Regions from separate parts of the Macaca mulatta genome. Here region 2 is linked to region 1. The links are chromatin contacts, called in public Hi-C maps. All regions are on one chromosome and are shown on one strand. Each heading gives the region's core, a stretch centred on a gene start, on an enhancer-like site or on the middle of the called end of the contact. The rest is flanking DNA. Distances are from core to core; before and after follow the strand shown.

Evidence for each region. Hi-C and Micro-C count contacts between places; a contact is called where the count stands out from the background.
Region 2: a contact with region 1 is called in a Hi-C map of fetal cortex germinal zone, with 2.1 times the contacts expected there. The contact joins the promoter of FKBPL here to the promoter of RNF5 in region 1. A contact is called at or near these places in 4 of 14 Hi-C or Micro-C datasets (CD4 T cells, blood, cortical neurons and 1 more).

Annotation. Positions count from the first base shown.
Region 1 is chr4:150,141,230-150,148,845 of T2T-MMU8v2.0, forward strand. RNF5 (ring finger protein 5) reads right to left here and starts at 2,305. Exons shown (of 6, transcript NM_001205116.1): 1 at 2,152-2,305; 2 at 1,233-1,251; 3 at 1,029-1,141; 4 at 861-915; 5 at 666-783; 6 at 74-563. The coding sequence starts at 2,291. The coding sequence ends at 466. AGPAT1 (1-acylglycerol-3-phosphate O-acyltransferase 1) reads left to right here and starts at 3,465. Exons shown (of 8, transcript NM_001194646.1): 1 at 3,465-3,571; 2 at 4,911-4,996.
Region 2 is chr4:150,183,944-150,190,917 of T2T-MMU8v2.0, forward strand. FKBPL (FKBP prolyl isomerase like) reads left to right here and starts at 4,576. Exons shown (of 2, transcript NM_001194632.2): 1 at 4,576-4,775; 2 at 5,016-6,214. The coding sequence starts at 5,090. The coding sequence ends at 6,139. ATF6B (activating transcription factor 6 beta) reads left to right here and starts at 6,573. Exons shown (of 18, transcript XM_078000383.1): 1 at 6,573-6,750. The coding sequence starts at 6,636.

The sequences.
Region 1 (7,616 bases), core at 1,055-3,554:
ACACATTTCACCTTTTTTATTGAATTTGTATTAAAGGAGGTAGTAAGGGGGAGGAAGCACTTAAGAATCAGAACCCATATTAGACTCTGGGGAGTGAAAAATTAAATTAAATCAATAAGATGGGAGTGGGGGAAGAGTCAGAGGGAGCTTTGCCCCCCTTTCAAGATCAAATCAAGAAATCAGGGAAAGCAAAGACTTAGAAGAGAAGAAAGACATTCTCTCAATCCATCCTCCTTCCCCAGGGCAGAGAATTATAATGTTACTGAGTGAGCTTCTGAGCAGAAGGCTCTCCCATCTATGCACAGACTTCACTCCTCCTCCCCAAGCTTTCCTGGAGAATGTCCAGGGCTGGCCTTAGCCAACAGAAATAGAGAGGTCAAGGGGATCCATGAGTAAGGAAGGGTCAGCAGGGACCCCCAATACTGATTCTCCTCTGGCTGGAGGTGGGCAGGAAGGAGACATAGCTCAAATACTGAGCAGCCAAAAAAAGAAGAAGATGGCGAGAAACAGGAAGAGGGAATCCTGCCAGCTGGAGGCCGGGTGACCCTGTCCCAGATCCACACCTGTGGGAGAGAGGAAAGCTGTGGAAGCGTATGCTTCTAGGCTGGGAGGGGGCCTGAGGGGATTCACAGGGCTCCCTGATGGGAGCTGAATGTGACTCTTACCTGTACCCCGGCGGAAAGGCTCATGGGCATTGAAGACGGTGGTGAAAAAGCCAAAGGGAAAAGCACCAACACCAAATGAGAAGTGGAAGCCCCCAGTATCACCAAATGGCTGGAATGCCTAGGGAGGTAGAAAAAGTCAGATGGGAAGCCGGAAAACCTGTCAAGGAAGGGACACAACTGGACAGGAAGACTCACCCCTCTGCTCTCTGGAGCTGGTCTCTGGCCCTGGGGGCGGGGTGGAGTTTTTAATCTGAGGAAGAGGAGAGAGAAAGTTAACAGAGAATTTTCTCCTGTCATCTTCCACACCGTTTTCCAAGGGCAGAAGCCTTCAATCTTCCCTGAGCAACACCTCCAGTCTCTCACCTGGGATCCTGGGGCTTTTGGCTCCCTCGCCCATAAAGCGGGACAACCTTCTCTCTGCTGATCCCAGCTTTACATACTGGACACTCTTGCCGCTCTGGCCTTGTCTCCAGCCACTGGGGAGAAAAAAAGTGGTTTCCAGTATACAAGAGGGTCTTCCAGCTCCTCAGACCTCCCCATTTCCCTCTTCATCTCCCGAGTACGCACCTGATGAAGACATGGCCAACTGGATGGGGGAGGAAAAAAAAAGTCAAACTAGCTACAGAAAAGAGAGACACAGACCCCCAGACTTCACAGAATCCCATCTCACTCCTCTTTCCAGGCAACCTGCTGTTGCTTTTCAGATTTTCTGCAACCTCTACCATGCCAGCCAACTTGGCCTTCCTGCTTGTCTGATCTTCCAACATCTAAAGCTCTGTCCATCCTCAACACACTCAACCCTCTCCTTTCTCCTCTCCCCAACAAACACGTACAAATTTTCGTGCCCTCTCTTTTCTGCCTTTCAAGTTAATTTCTAATTCCCTTTAGCCACCTCTTTCCGGGTTTCCGCTTTTCAACCCCAACCCCATCACTCCAAACCAAACCCCTTTACTAGCACATTCTCCCATTACTCCTTTTCCTCACTTTCAAGCTCAATAATGTCCCTGTCTTTACGACCCTTTAACCTTTCAAGTCTGCCTCTCCACAGTGCCTTCGTACCAGCCCCCTCCCAGATCTCATCTGAATGTGATCCATATTTCCTGGTTCTCCCCGACTCAACTGATGCGTGCCTCCCCTTAACCTCTGTGTCTCATCTGTTTCCACCTGCACAGCTAAGACCCGTCGCTTCTCTGGGGTAAGGTGGCTCGGGTCTCACATTGTCCCGCCACTCCCCGCCCCACCTCCTCTTCTCAGCACATCACATGCCCCCGCTCCTGGTTCCTAAGACCTTTCTTTCCACAGATCTCGACCGTAGAGACATTATACTCCCACCCACACATACCAGCAAAGTCGTATGTCTCCTGTCGGGCCTCACCTATGGGAACGTGCCCTCCGATTATCTGTATGACTGTATGATTATTCGCTCCTAGCCTCCCCAGTATATAAGCGAGACCCACCGCCTTCCGCCCCTCTCCTCGATTCTCACCAGTACAGGTGGCCACACACACTGACCACAGCTTCCCGAGCAGTCTCCAAACATATATTACATTCGAAGGTCGCGCCCGCCCCGCCCCGCTCGCGATTTGGCCCTTCGGGGCCCCCGTCCTCCTCCTCCGCTGCTGCCATGGCCGGTTTTGTTTCGCCCCACGTACCCTTCAGTCCCCCCAAATACACATACACACGCCCCAACAAACCAGAAACCACCTCCTGCCCAGGATCGTTGGGCAGGCGTGAAGGTTTCCTAATCACTATTGGTCTGAATGCCTGCCAATCACAAAGAATTCAAAAGAAAGGATTGGCCCAAAGAGTAGGGGCGGGAAAAGGTTCGTGTGGTCCTGCCTTCGCACAATGGCTATTGGCTGATACGGCCTAAGTCAATGTGCAATGCCAAGGGATTGGTAATAACTCGCTACACCCTGTCGCCTGGCCGCGGAGGGCTTTATTCGTCTGAGTAGTTGTCAGTCATAACCAAAGCCAGAAGCAATTTGCTCGGGACTACCTATAGACCTCGCCCACTATAAGCCCCTTTCTTTCCTTCGCTTCCTCTTTCTGAGAATGTCCGGATTGCTATTGGACTTTGGAGCGTATGGTTCCAAAGCAACTCATTGGCTAGAACTTGACGGAAAATGGTGGTTAGGTAAAACGCGCCTGCGCAGCACGCGGCGGGACGGGGGTGGGCCAATCGCGTGAGGGTTGAACCTTATCTTGTTCCACCTCTTCACCCCTATCTTGTCGCTATGGTGACTGCTCTACAATTGGCGAGGCTTGCAGTTCAAAGTCCTCGGCTCGCTTCATCCGGGTCCTTCAGCTGTGGACTTTCTGCTGATTGGGCCTTTTCCTTTTCCCCTGATTGGCCGACATCGGGAAAGACGGCGAAGAGCTAGGGAAAGAGGGAAAACACTAGGGTCGCAGGGTTCAAAATGGCTCCAACCTCCTGTGGTGACGTAGAGAGCAGAACTTGGGTCTGCCCCTCGCTTTTAGTTAAGGGAGCAGAACTGGGATTAGCCCGACGTTTGGATAGTACGAACATCGATCTGCGGAGCTGGTGTTAACTCATTCGGCTGGACGACTCAGCCCTCCCCACTTTAGGTGATTTACAGAGCAAAACTGAACTAAAGGCCCACTCCTTTCTTAATGTTGTACACAGAGTAGAACAGGATTGACTTAAACTCCGTTTTAAACCTTCAGAGCAGAAAAGCTCTGGGCTCACCCTCTTTGTGACTGGTGCAGAAGAGGCACGGCCCGCCCCTTTTAAGGAGACCCACGGGGGGTCTCCTTAAGACCCGCCCTTTCCTCCTTATAATTTGCCCATCAGAAATAGGGTCTTCCTCCAGGGTTGGACCCCGGAGAGTTTGGGCCTTTCCTACAATCATTGACCCTCACTGTGTCCAAAGGAGCAGAACTAGGTAACAGTCTTCCCACTACCAATCCTCTTCCCGAGGGCATGTAAACTCATGCAGGGTAAAGGTGTGGCTAGAGGCGGGACCTTGATAAAAGATCCCATGTGACTCAAAAGTAAGGAAAGATGAGAAGTTAGCAGTTGCGTAAAGAAGGACTGGGGCAGATGAGGATTCAGGAAACTGGAGGTTTAAGATATTGAGAGGGAAAGGTGGAAATGAAGGAGAGTGAAGTGATGGAATGATCCTAGTAAAGTGATAATGGGAGTGGAGGAAGAGAAGAGGGGGTGGAAAACTAGATACATGGCTACCAAATTAAGGAGGCATCCTCATCCAGAGGAATCGGCATTCTTCCTCACTTTGTCTTTTTCTAGAAAGCACTCCTGACGCCCAATTTCCATTGGAAGAAAAGATGTACCCATATTGTATGTTGTGAGAAGGGGTTGTCTCAGCTTGGGGAAGTAAGGAGACTGATAGGAAGGAAGTAGGAAAGAAAAAGTACAGAAGGAAAAGAGCATGGAAAAGGAAAGGTTCAGGGATGAGGCCAAAGAGATCTCTTTAAAGGTCAGAGAAGGCAGGTGGAGGGGGGAGCTGGACAGCTGGGAGATAGTGAGGGACAAAGGGCAAAGGAAACCAGACCAGAGGACTGGAGAGTGAGATGGGGTGAGATGGAGTCCTGGAGAGAAAAATAAGAGAGGTGAACTTAATGCTTGTCATATGGTAGGTAGGTGTTTGATAAATGCTTAGAATTGAAAGGGGAACGGGAAGAGGGGTCCTTAAGAATAGTTGCGGGGAATAAGCAGCAGATAACCGGAGTTGAGAAAAAAAGAGACCAAGTAAAAGTGGCAGTTAAAAGAGAGCTGATGGAGAATAAAGGAAGGAATGTGCCGAAGGAGAAATATAGCACCAGGGGATCCAGAACTCAAAGGGAGTTAGAGAATAAAAAGATGCAGCTGGAGCCAGAGATGGGAGCAAAGGCAGAGGGAGGGCCCGCCTGAGCCCTCCTGGGGCGGGGCTCCCAAGAGTACACTGGTAGACGTGGGGAGGAGATGCCTGAGTTTCTGGGAGACGATTGGCAAAACAGGCTGCCCATCACCGCCCTCCACTTCCTGGCCGGCCCCGGAAACCAGCAGGCGTTGGGGAGGGGTAGGGGGGGAATAGCGGCAGCAGAAGCCCCAGCCCTCAGAAAGACAGCAGAAAGGGAGGGAGGGAGGGAGGGTGCTGGGGGGACAACCCCCCACCATTCCTACCGCTATGGGCCCAACCTCCCACTCCCACCTCCCCTCCATCGGCCGGGGCTAGGACACCCCCAAATCCCGTCGCCCCCTTGGCACCGACACCCCGACAGAGGCAGAGACACAGCCATCCGCCACCACCGCTGCCGCAGCCTGGCTGGGGAGGGGGCCAGCCCCCCAGGCCCCCCACCCCACTGAGGTGTGGGCGGGAAAGGGATGGGAGGAGGAGGGAAGAGGGTGCTGAAAGCGACTAGGATGAGGGGAAGGGGAGAGATTGGGTCTGGGAGGGCCGACTGGGGGAGATGGTTGCTGGGGAAAGGAGAGGGGCTGACTGGGAAGAGGGTTGCTGGGGATAGGAGAGGGGACCTGAGAGGGAGGAAGGATGGAAGAGACACGGGAGGGGGAGAAATGGAAACCCTTGTGAATTTGGGACTGGGAGTGTGCACAGGGAATCCTGGAGAGGGAATTCCCTACACCTTCCCCAATTCCTTTTCTTGCCCTTTGACCCCACATGACTCTTGCGGGGGTCATGAGGGGAGGCGGCCAGCAGAATTTGCCTCTTAGGAATATACCCTTAGGCCCCTCTGTTTCCATCTAGGCACAGGACCTCTTGTTTCTCAGTGGCCTTCCACACTGCTGGACCCTTACACACAAATGCCTTATGGGAGCCATGTTTTCTACATTGAGTCTGTGTGCCTTTGACATGTTTAATGGCTTGTGTGCAACTAGGTTGTCCCAATGCTCTCCATAGGCTGTGTAGAAATGGTGTGTTATTTTCCATCAGAATTGCCCATTCTCCGTTCTTGTGTCCACGTCTCACATCCAGTTTTGACATGTTCAAGTACCGCATGTGTGTGAGTTTTCTTATATTGCACCTGTTTTATAGTTTCCTGTTACTCGCACGTTTTATGTTTTGGCATGTTTATTTCAGCATGTGAAGGTTATATACCTTATTTTACTTTGGCTGACATGTCTGTGGTCCTACCATTTGCAGTAGTCTTCATGTGTGGGATCCCATGGCTTGGCTGAATAGCCTACACACTCATGTCTGACTCAGTTGGCCCGTTTGCTGTGTTTTCCCAGTCACAGTTCACAGAACACATGTGTATGCCCCTTTGCACAATACACTGATGTAACAGGACCATAGAATGTGTGTTATAAATTTATCATCAGTGTATTTTATGAACCGTACGCTCATTAAATTTGGCCCTCCATTGCATTTCTAAATCCTTGGACTTTTGTTCTCTGAAGAGGGTCACTTAATATCAAGTGTTAGAGAAGAAGGTAACTGGGTCTCCAGGTCTGCAAAGAACCATCCCTGCATGCCTTACCTTGGTGACCTCCCTGGCCCATACCTCTCTACACAAACATTATCTTTCCAGTGACTGTGTACAGTCTGTGTCCATGAGATCAATGCATGTCACAGGGTCAATCCTGCTGTGAACCCCATCGTTGGTATTTATGGACATTATCTTCCATTCTTTTCACTGTTGGCACACATTTGATGAGAGCAGCATCTTTCCCTGTGGCATGTTAATCCCATTCTGTGCATTTCTCTTGTGACATGACCTCTTCTTGATTATTGTTACTCTGCCTTCATTATGGCCATGTATTGCATGTATCTATTCAGAGTCGGTTACCATTAGGCTTCATGTGTTCGTTACTTTCTCAGTGACTTTTCTTTTAGTAGTCAGTACTACTCAAGAGGGTAACTATCTAATTTGTGATCAGAACTGCCATCTCTGTCATTAGTTGTGGCTCTGTGGGTGTGTATATAGCCTTAGAATCTGTTCAGCAAGTGTTTGTTGAGCACCTACTCCATCTCCTATTGTCCTGGTATTGGAGATAAGACAGAGTCCCTGTCCTTAAGCTGCTTACAGCCTAAGGAGGGAAACAAAAATGCCAGTCAACACATAGTGTGTTGTCAAGATCAGTGGTTCTTAAATTCAAGCGCACATCAGACTCACCAGAGGGCTTGTTAAAATACAGATTGCTAACCAGCCATGATGGCTCACACCTGTAATCCCAACAGTTTGGAAGGCTGAGGCAGGAGGATCACCTGAGCCCAGAAGTTCAAAACCAGTCTGAGTGAGAAAAAGAAAAATAGATTGCTGGACCTAATGCCCAGAATTTCTGATTCAGTAGATCTGGGGTGAAGTCTAATAATTTGCATTTCTACACTTCAAGACCCACTGGTCAAGATAAAAGTGTAATGAAAGCACAGGCCTGGAGGGGTTCAGGCAGCCCTCCGAAAGGTGACACTGAGCTGTGTGAGGCAGGAAAAGATCCGGGCATTCCAGTCAAAGGGAACAGCATGTTCAAGGTGCAGAAGCGTGAAAGATCATGGTGTCTGAGGAACTGAAGTGAATCAGTTTGACTGGAACAAAAAGAGTTTTGTGAGGATGTGGTCGAAGATGTAAGCAGAAGTCAACTTGTCAAGAAGAACCTTTAGGCAAGACAGGGAAATGCTCTGCGTTTCAGAAAAATTTGTATTAACAGAAAAATCTCTGTGGTTGCTACGTGGAAGATGGATTGGAGGGGGTTAGGAGCCTACTCCACATAGTTCAGGGGAGAAATGATGCTGTTCTGAACTTGTAGGGGCAGTGGGATGGAGCAGCTCAGAAAGCCTACAGTATTCCAACTGACAGGGTCTCCTGTTTCCTCTATTGCCTGTTACCTTCTTGCTTGGCAATAGGCTTACCTTTGAGCATAGCCCTTCCCGTCATGGGAAGACAGTGCCTGTGGCCTCAGTAGGAATGACAGGTATTTGCCTGTACACCCTTTTTGTGAATTGTTACCCTGCCCCCAACAGTGGGGCA
Region 2 (6,974 bases), core at 3,326-5,825, 45 kb after region 1:
TCAATGTAAGTTACCACAGATCCAAGACTTTTTCCACTGCCTTATTCCCAGCATGTAGCTCCGTGCTTGGTACAAAGGAGGTCCTCAGTAAAGATTCCTTGGCTGGGCGCAGTGGTTTACGCCTGTAATCCCAGCACTTTGGGAGGCCGAGGTGGGCGGATAACGAGGTCACAAATTCGAGACCAGCCTGACCAACATGGTGAAACCCTGTCTCTACTAAAAAAAAAAAAAAATACAAAAGTTAGCCAGGCATGGTGGTGCGCACCTGTAGTCCCAGATACTCAGGAGACTGAGGCAGGAGAATCGCTTGAACCCGGGAGGTGGAGGTTGCAGTGAGCTGAGATCGCGCTACTGTACTCCAGCCTGGGTGACAAAGCAAGATGCCATCTCAAAACAACAACAAGAACAAAAACCAACCAAACAAACAAATTCCTTGAATGACTGAATGGATAAGCAGTTCATAGAGTTGTGTGAGAGGAAAATAAGCTAATATATACAAGACATTTAGAACAATGCTGGGTATTATGATCATAATGCATGGCCAGCGTTTGGTAAAGTGAAGCTGTTATCATTAAACACTTCACTGCCGAAAAGGCTGCCTCCCTCCTGCTTGAAAACCCTGCCTATAAGGGAAGCACAGTAAATGCTTTGGGACCAAAAAGGAGGGAGGAACGATTTTGACACAAATCCCAACAAAACTAGAAGCCACAGAAACCACCAAAGCTAAACAGAAGGGGAAATTTATTTAGCTTTTGGAAAGCTAGAATTTTTGTCTCTCGTGCAGATAATAAATGGAAGAGAGTAAGTACAGCATATGGTTCCATGTGGTGAGTATGGAATGCAGGGGAATGTGAGAGTGTAAAAACTTCCAACCAGCTCAATGCCTGGTGACAGGGCAGCACAAAGGAGTATTGGAGTAGCCTGGGAAAACAGACTCACAAACTGGAGAGGAATAATCCTGGGTGTTAAGTGGCTTTCCTTACTTCTCCCACCTTGTGCTGCTTCCTCCACCTGCAATTAATCTCTTCCATTTATTTTTCTTTTTTCTTTTTATTTTTCTGGTTTGTTTGTTTGTTTGTTTGTTTGTTTTGAGGAGTCTCGCTCTGGCGCCAGGTTGGAGTGCAGTGGCACCATCTCAGCTCACGGTAACCTCCGCCTCCTGGGTTCAAGCGATTCTCCTGCCTCGGCCTCCCGAGTAGCTGGGACTACAGGTGCCCGCCACCATGCCCAGATAATTTTTGTATTTTTAGTAGAGATGGGGTTTCACCATGTTGGCCAGGCTGGTCTCAAACTCCTGACCTAAAGTGATCTGCCTGTCTTGGTGCCGTGGCTCATGCCTGTAATCTCAACACTTTGGGAAGCTGAGGTGGGCGGATCACTTCTGGTTGGGAGTTTGAGACCAGCCTGGTCGACACGGTAAAACCCTATCTTCACTAAAAATACAAAAATTAGCCAGGCATGGTGGTAGGTGCCTGTCATCCCAGCTACTTGGGAAGCTGAGGCAGGAGAATCGCTTGAACCCGGGGGGGAAGAGGTTGTAGTGGGCTGAGATCTTGCCATTACACTCCAGCCTGGGCGACAGAGTGGTACTCCGTCTCAAAACAAAACAAAAACAAAAACAAAAACAAAAAAAACAGGGAGGGAATTGTTTTGACACCAGTCTTTGGCTAATGATGAAACTGTCTCCCTTCCTGGCTGTCCTGGCATGGTCGTTATAGTCTGAGGCACAATGGTGAGAGCAAACTGAAGAGGGAGCCAAAGTGAGGTACTCAGAGTAGGATCCTTCTTTCCTGGAGAACTGTGGTAGCCCAGGCTGTGTAGGTAGCTGGACAAGCAAGACTGAATCACAATAGGTCTCTAGATCTTCTATTAGGAGGAGGAGCTGCTACACCCAGTGGAGCAGGTTACACCAGTTATATATGCAAAATGTAGGATAAACTAAAAGGGCACAGAGCCAGGGGAGAAACAATGGGATGAGACCATTCTAGAATCTCATGCCATTGGTTCATTGCTGGGTGTGGTAGCTCACACCTATAATCCCAGCACTTTGGGAGGCTGAGATGGGAGGATAGCCTGAGGCCAGGAGTTTGAGACCAGCCTGGTAAACACAGGGAGACCCCATCTCTCTAAAAATAAAAATTAAAAAAGTGTGGTTCATGAACCAGCAGCATCTGCATTAACCAACTTATTGAAATGCAGAATCACATGCCCCACGCCAGACTTCCTAAATCATAATCTGCAATTTAACAAGTTTCCTAGGTGATACGTATGCACACTTATGTTTGAAAAGCACTAAGATTTCTTGATGAAGGAGGGCTTGAAAGGCAATGATGGATGTGAAAGGAAAGGTGAAGAGAAGCCTCAGGCAGTCAAGGAACAAGGTCGGTTGGAGAGACAGTCCCGAGGGTTTATCTTTGAATACCCTGTACTGAATGAGCTCCGAAACATAAAGATAGTTAACATAGGAGGGCCTGAAGTCTCCAGATAAAAGGCTGCTGCCACTATCACTTACCACCACCTCTGCCATTCTCCACTCTATCATCATCTGCCCCAGTCTCCATTCCAGGACTTCTCTACACTTTGACTTTTTTTTTTTTTGAGACGGAGTCTCGCGCTGTTGCCCAGGCTGGAGTGCAGTGGCATGATCTTGGCTCACTGCAAGCTCCGCCTTCTGGGTTCCCGCCATTCTCCTGCCTCAGCCTCCCGAGTAGCTGGGACTATAGGCGCCTGCCACCACGCCCCGCTAATTTTTTGTATTTTTAATAGAGACGGGTTTTCACCGTGTTAGCCAGGATGGTGTCGATATCCTGACCTCGTGATCCGCCCGCCTAGGCCTCCCAAAGTGCTGGGATTACAGGCGTGAGCCACCGCGCCTGGCCTTTTTTTTTTTTTTTTTTTTTTTTTTTTTTGAGACGGAATCTCACTCTGTCGCCCAGGCTGGAGTTGCCCTGGCGCGATCTGGGCTCACCGCAACCTCCGCTTCCTGGGTTCATGCGATTCTCCTGCCTCAGCCTCCGAGTAGCTGAGATTACAGATGTGCCTTACGCCAGGCAAATTTTTTTTTTTTTTTTTTTTTTTTTTTTTTTTTTTGTAATTTTAGTAGAGGCTGGATTTCACCATGTTGTCCAGGCTGGTCTCCAACTCCTGACCTCAAGTGATCCCCTCCCCACCCCGCGCCGCCTGGGATTACCGTCGTGCGCCACAATGCCCGGCTCTTTTTTTTTTTTTTTTTTTTTTTTTTTTTTTTTTTTTTTGAGAGGGAGTCTTGCTCTGTCGCCAGGCTGGATTGCAGTGGCAGGATCTTGGCTCACTGCAACCTCTCACTCCCTGGTCAAGCAATTCTCCCACCCCAGCATAGCTGAGGTTACAGGCACACTTGACTGTCAGGCCTCTGAGCCCAAGCTAAGCCATCATACCCCCTGTGACTACACGTATACCCAGATGGCCTGAAGTAACTGGAAAATCACAAAAGAAGTGAAAATGGCCTGTTTCTGCCTTAACTGATGACATTACCTTGTGAAATTCCTTCTCCTGGCTCATCCTGGCTCAAAAGCTCCCCCACTGAGCACCTTGTGACCCCCACCCCTGCCCGCCAGAGAACAACCCCCTTTGACGGTAATTTTCCTTTACCTACTCAAATCCTATAAAACGGCCCCACCCCATCTCCCTTCGCTGACTCTCTTTTCGGACTCAGTCCGCCTGCACCCAGGTGATTAAAAAGCTTTATTGGTCCCACGAAGCCTGTTTGGTGGTCTCTTCACACGGACGCAAGTGAAAGTCACCACGCCCAGGTAATTTTTTGTGTTTTTAGTTGAGACAAGATTTCACCATGTTGGCCAGGATGGTCTCGATCTCCTGACCTAGTAATCCGCCCACCTCGGCCTCCCAGAGTCTCAGTCGCCCAGGCTGGAGTGCAATGGCGCGATCTCAGCTCACTGCAACCTCTGCCTCCCAGGTAAGCCATTCTCCTGCCTCAGTCACCCGGGTAGCTCGCATACAGGCGCCCGCCACCATGCCCGGCTAATTTTTGTATTTTTAGTAGAGACGGGGTTTCACCATTTTGTCCAGGCTGTTCTTGAACTCCTGACCTCAAGTGATCCGCCCGCCTCGGCCTCCCAAACTGCTGGGATTACAGGCGTGAGCCACCACGCCCGGCCCACTTTTTTTTTTTTTTTTTTTTTTGAGACGCAGTCTGGAGTCTCCCTCTGTCGCCCAGGCTGGAGTGCAACGGTGTGATCTCGGCTCACTGCAACTTCTGCCTCCCGAGTTCAAGCTATGCTCCTGTCTCAGCCTCCTGAGTAGTTGGGATTACAGGCGCGCGCCACCATGACCTACTAATTTTTGTATTTTTAGTAGAGACAGGGTCTCACCATGTTGGCTCACTTTGATTCTGGCCTGGCCAGCCCGACCTCGCCAAATTCTGTTCGATTCTGCCTAGTTCTGTTGCTCTGGCCTAGTTCAGTTGCTCAGTTGCTAAGGCCTAGAGCTTCATGGTTGCGGAGGAAATGATGTCACGTTCAATAGGCGGGCTAACCAGTTCCTCCCTCCTCCCGATTGGCTGCCAGGAATTTGACTAGATTCGGAGTCTCGCGAACTCCAGGGTTAGTCGTCAGTATCTTTCCCAGTTGTTCCGCCCCCCTCCCCTCTCCGGCTGCCCTCTCCGCGTGGGGCAAGGCTCCGAGGGCAGTATTCAGTAACCATTTAGCTTTGGAAGGAGAGGTGATTCCCGTGGCCCGGCTCCTCCTGCCACCATGCTAGCCACTTTGGCCGCGGAGGTACTTATTGACCCGACCGGGTGTCCGTAGTTGGCGCGGCTACCTTAACCGCAGGGAATTGTGGAATATATAGTTCTAAGTTATATATGGGTGGAACGGGGAAGCTCGAGCAGATTTTTGGAGGAAAGTAATATTGGGGACTTTGAGGACTGGGGGCCTGGGTCTCAGAAGAATAGGAAAGAACGAGAAAGGAGTCTAAATAAGAACCCTGCTATTAGCATTGTTTGGTTTTCTTTACAGGTGCTGACCTGAACCTGATTCATCCCTTTCTGACCAAAACTGTTCACTCATGGTGGAAGGGACCAAGCATTCAAATGGAGACGCCAGCAGTCAGTACAACTGGAGAAAAGGACACCTCTCAGCCGCAACAACAGTGGGAAAAGAACTTTCGGGAGAACTTTGATTCAGTTACTCAGATTAGGCAGCAGCCCCGAGACCCTCCTACCGAAACACTTGAGCTGGGAGTAAGCCCAGATCCAGCCAGCCAAATTCTAGAGAATACTCAAGGAACTGAAAAACTGGTTGCTGAACTTGAAGGAGACTCTCATAAGTCTCATGGATCAACCAGTCAGATGTCAGAGGCCCTTCAAGCTTCTGATCTCTGGTACTGTCCCGACGGGAGCTTTGTCAAGAAGATCATAATCCGTGGCCATGGCTTGGACAAACCCAAACTAGGCTCCTGCTGCCGGGTACTGGCTTTGGGGTTTCCTTTCGGATCAGGGCCGCCAGAGGGCTGGACAGAGCTAACAATGGGCGTAGGGCCATGGAGAGAGGAAACTTGGGGGGAGCTCATAGAGAAATGCTTGGAGTCCATGTGTCAAGGTGAAGAAGCAGAGCTTCAGCTGCCTGGGCACTCTGGACCTCCTGTCAGGCTCACACTGGCGTCCTTCACTCAAGGCCGGGACTCCTGGGAGCTGGAGACTAGCGAGAAGGAAGCGCTGGCCAGGGAAGAACGTGCAAGGGGCACAGAACTATTTCGAGCTGGGAACGCTGAAGGAGCTGCCCGATGCTATGGACGGGCTCTTCGGCTGCTGCTGACTTTACCCCCACCTGGCCCTCCAGAACGAACTGTCCTTCATGCCAATCTGGCTGCCTGTCAGTTGTTGCTAGGGCAGCCTCAGTTGGCAGCCCAGAGCTGTGACCGGGTGTTGGAGCGAGAGCCTGGCCATTTAAAGGCCTTATACCGAAGGGGGGTTGCCCAGGCTGCCCTTGGGAACCTGGAAAAAGCAACTGCTGACCTCAAGAAGGTGCTGGCGATAGATCCCAAAAACCGGGCAGCCCAAGAGGAACTGGGGAAGGTGGTCATTCAGGGGAAGAAGCAGGATGCTGGGCTGGCTCAGGGTCTGCGCAAGATGTTTGGCTGATTAAAAGTTAAACCTTAAAAGAGACAGGAACTTGTGAATTGTCGTCTGTGCTGTGAGATTTGGGGTTAGGGGGCCAGAGGGAAGGTTTCAGCCCATATCCCATTCTCAGCTTTTGGCTTCCTAGAGGAGGTAGCAGTGGTCCCACTGCGCCCCTTTTGAGGGACTTAGCTATCTCCGAAGACACACAAAAGCTGTCTAAACTAAACTTAGTGGCTGGGGGAGATGGTGGACCTTAATACTGGGTACTACATCTCCCAGGCTCTTTATCACTGGAGCCTGTTTGGCGCATGCGCTTGGCGGTCTGGCACTGTCTGGAAGTTACTTCCTGCTGCAGTGCTCCCATTGGGCCCGCCTACACAGCCATCCGCGTCTGTTGATTCACGTGCTCAGCATCCAGGTCTCTTACTGGTCGGTAGGGCTTCCGGGACGCCCCCTTTTTTAAAAGAGTCAACTGATTAGTTGGTAATGGGGAGAGGCGGGCCTTGGGAGCCGTCTCATGGTTGGGGGGTGGGGGGGAAAGATGGCGGAGCTGATGCTCCTCAGCGAGATTGCCGACCCGACGCGTTTCTTCGCCGACAACCTGCTGAGCCCGGAGGACTGGGGTCTGCAGAGTGAGGCCCCGGGGAGGGGAGGGGGCTATGGCAAACTGTGTCCCTGAGGCACGCGGGAAAGAAGCAGAGGCCTAAAGAGGAAGTCTGGGCAAATACGGAATCCGCCATCTGAAGGAGGGCGGAACAGGGGGATCGTTGTGCATTAAGGGGATACAAAAGTCGGGGAAGAACTGCTCCCTGCTGGAACGTCGAGTTGTTCCGGGGTCGGAGAAGGAGGGGCTGAA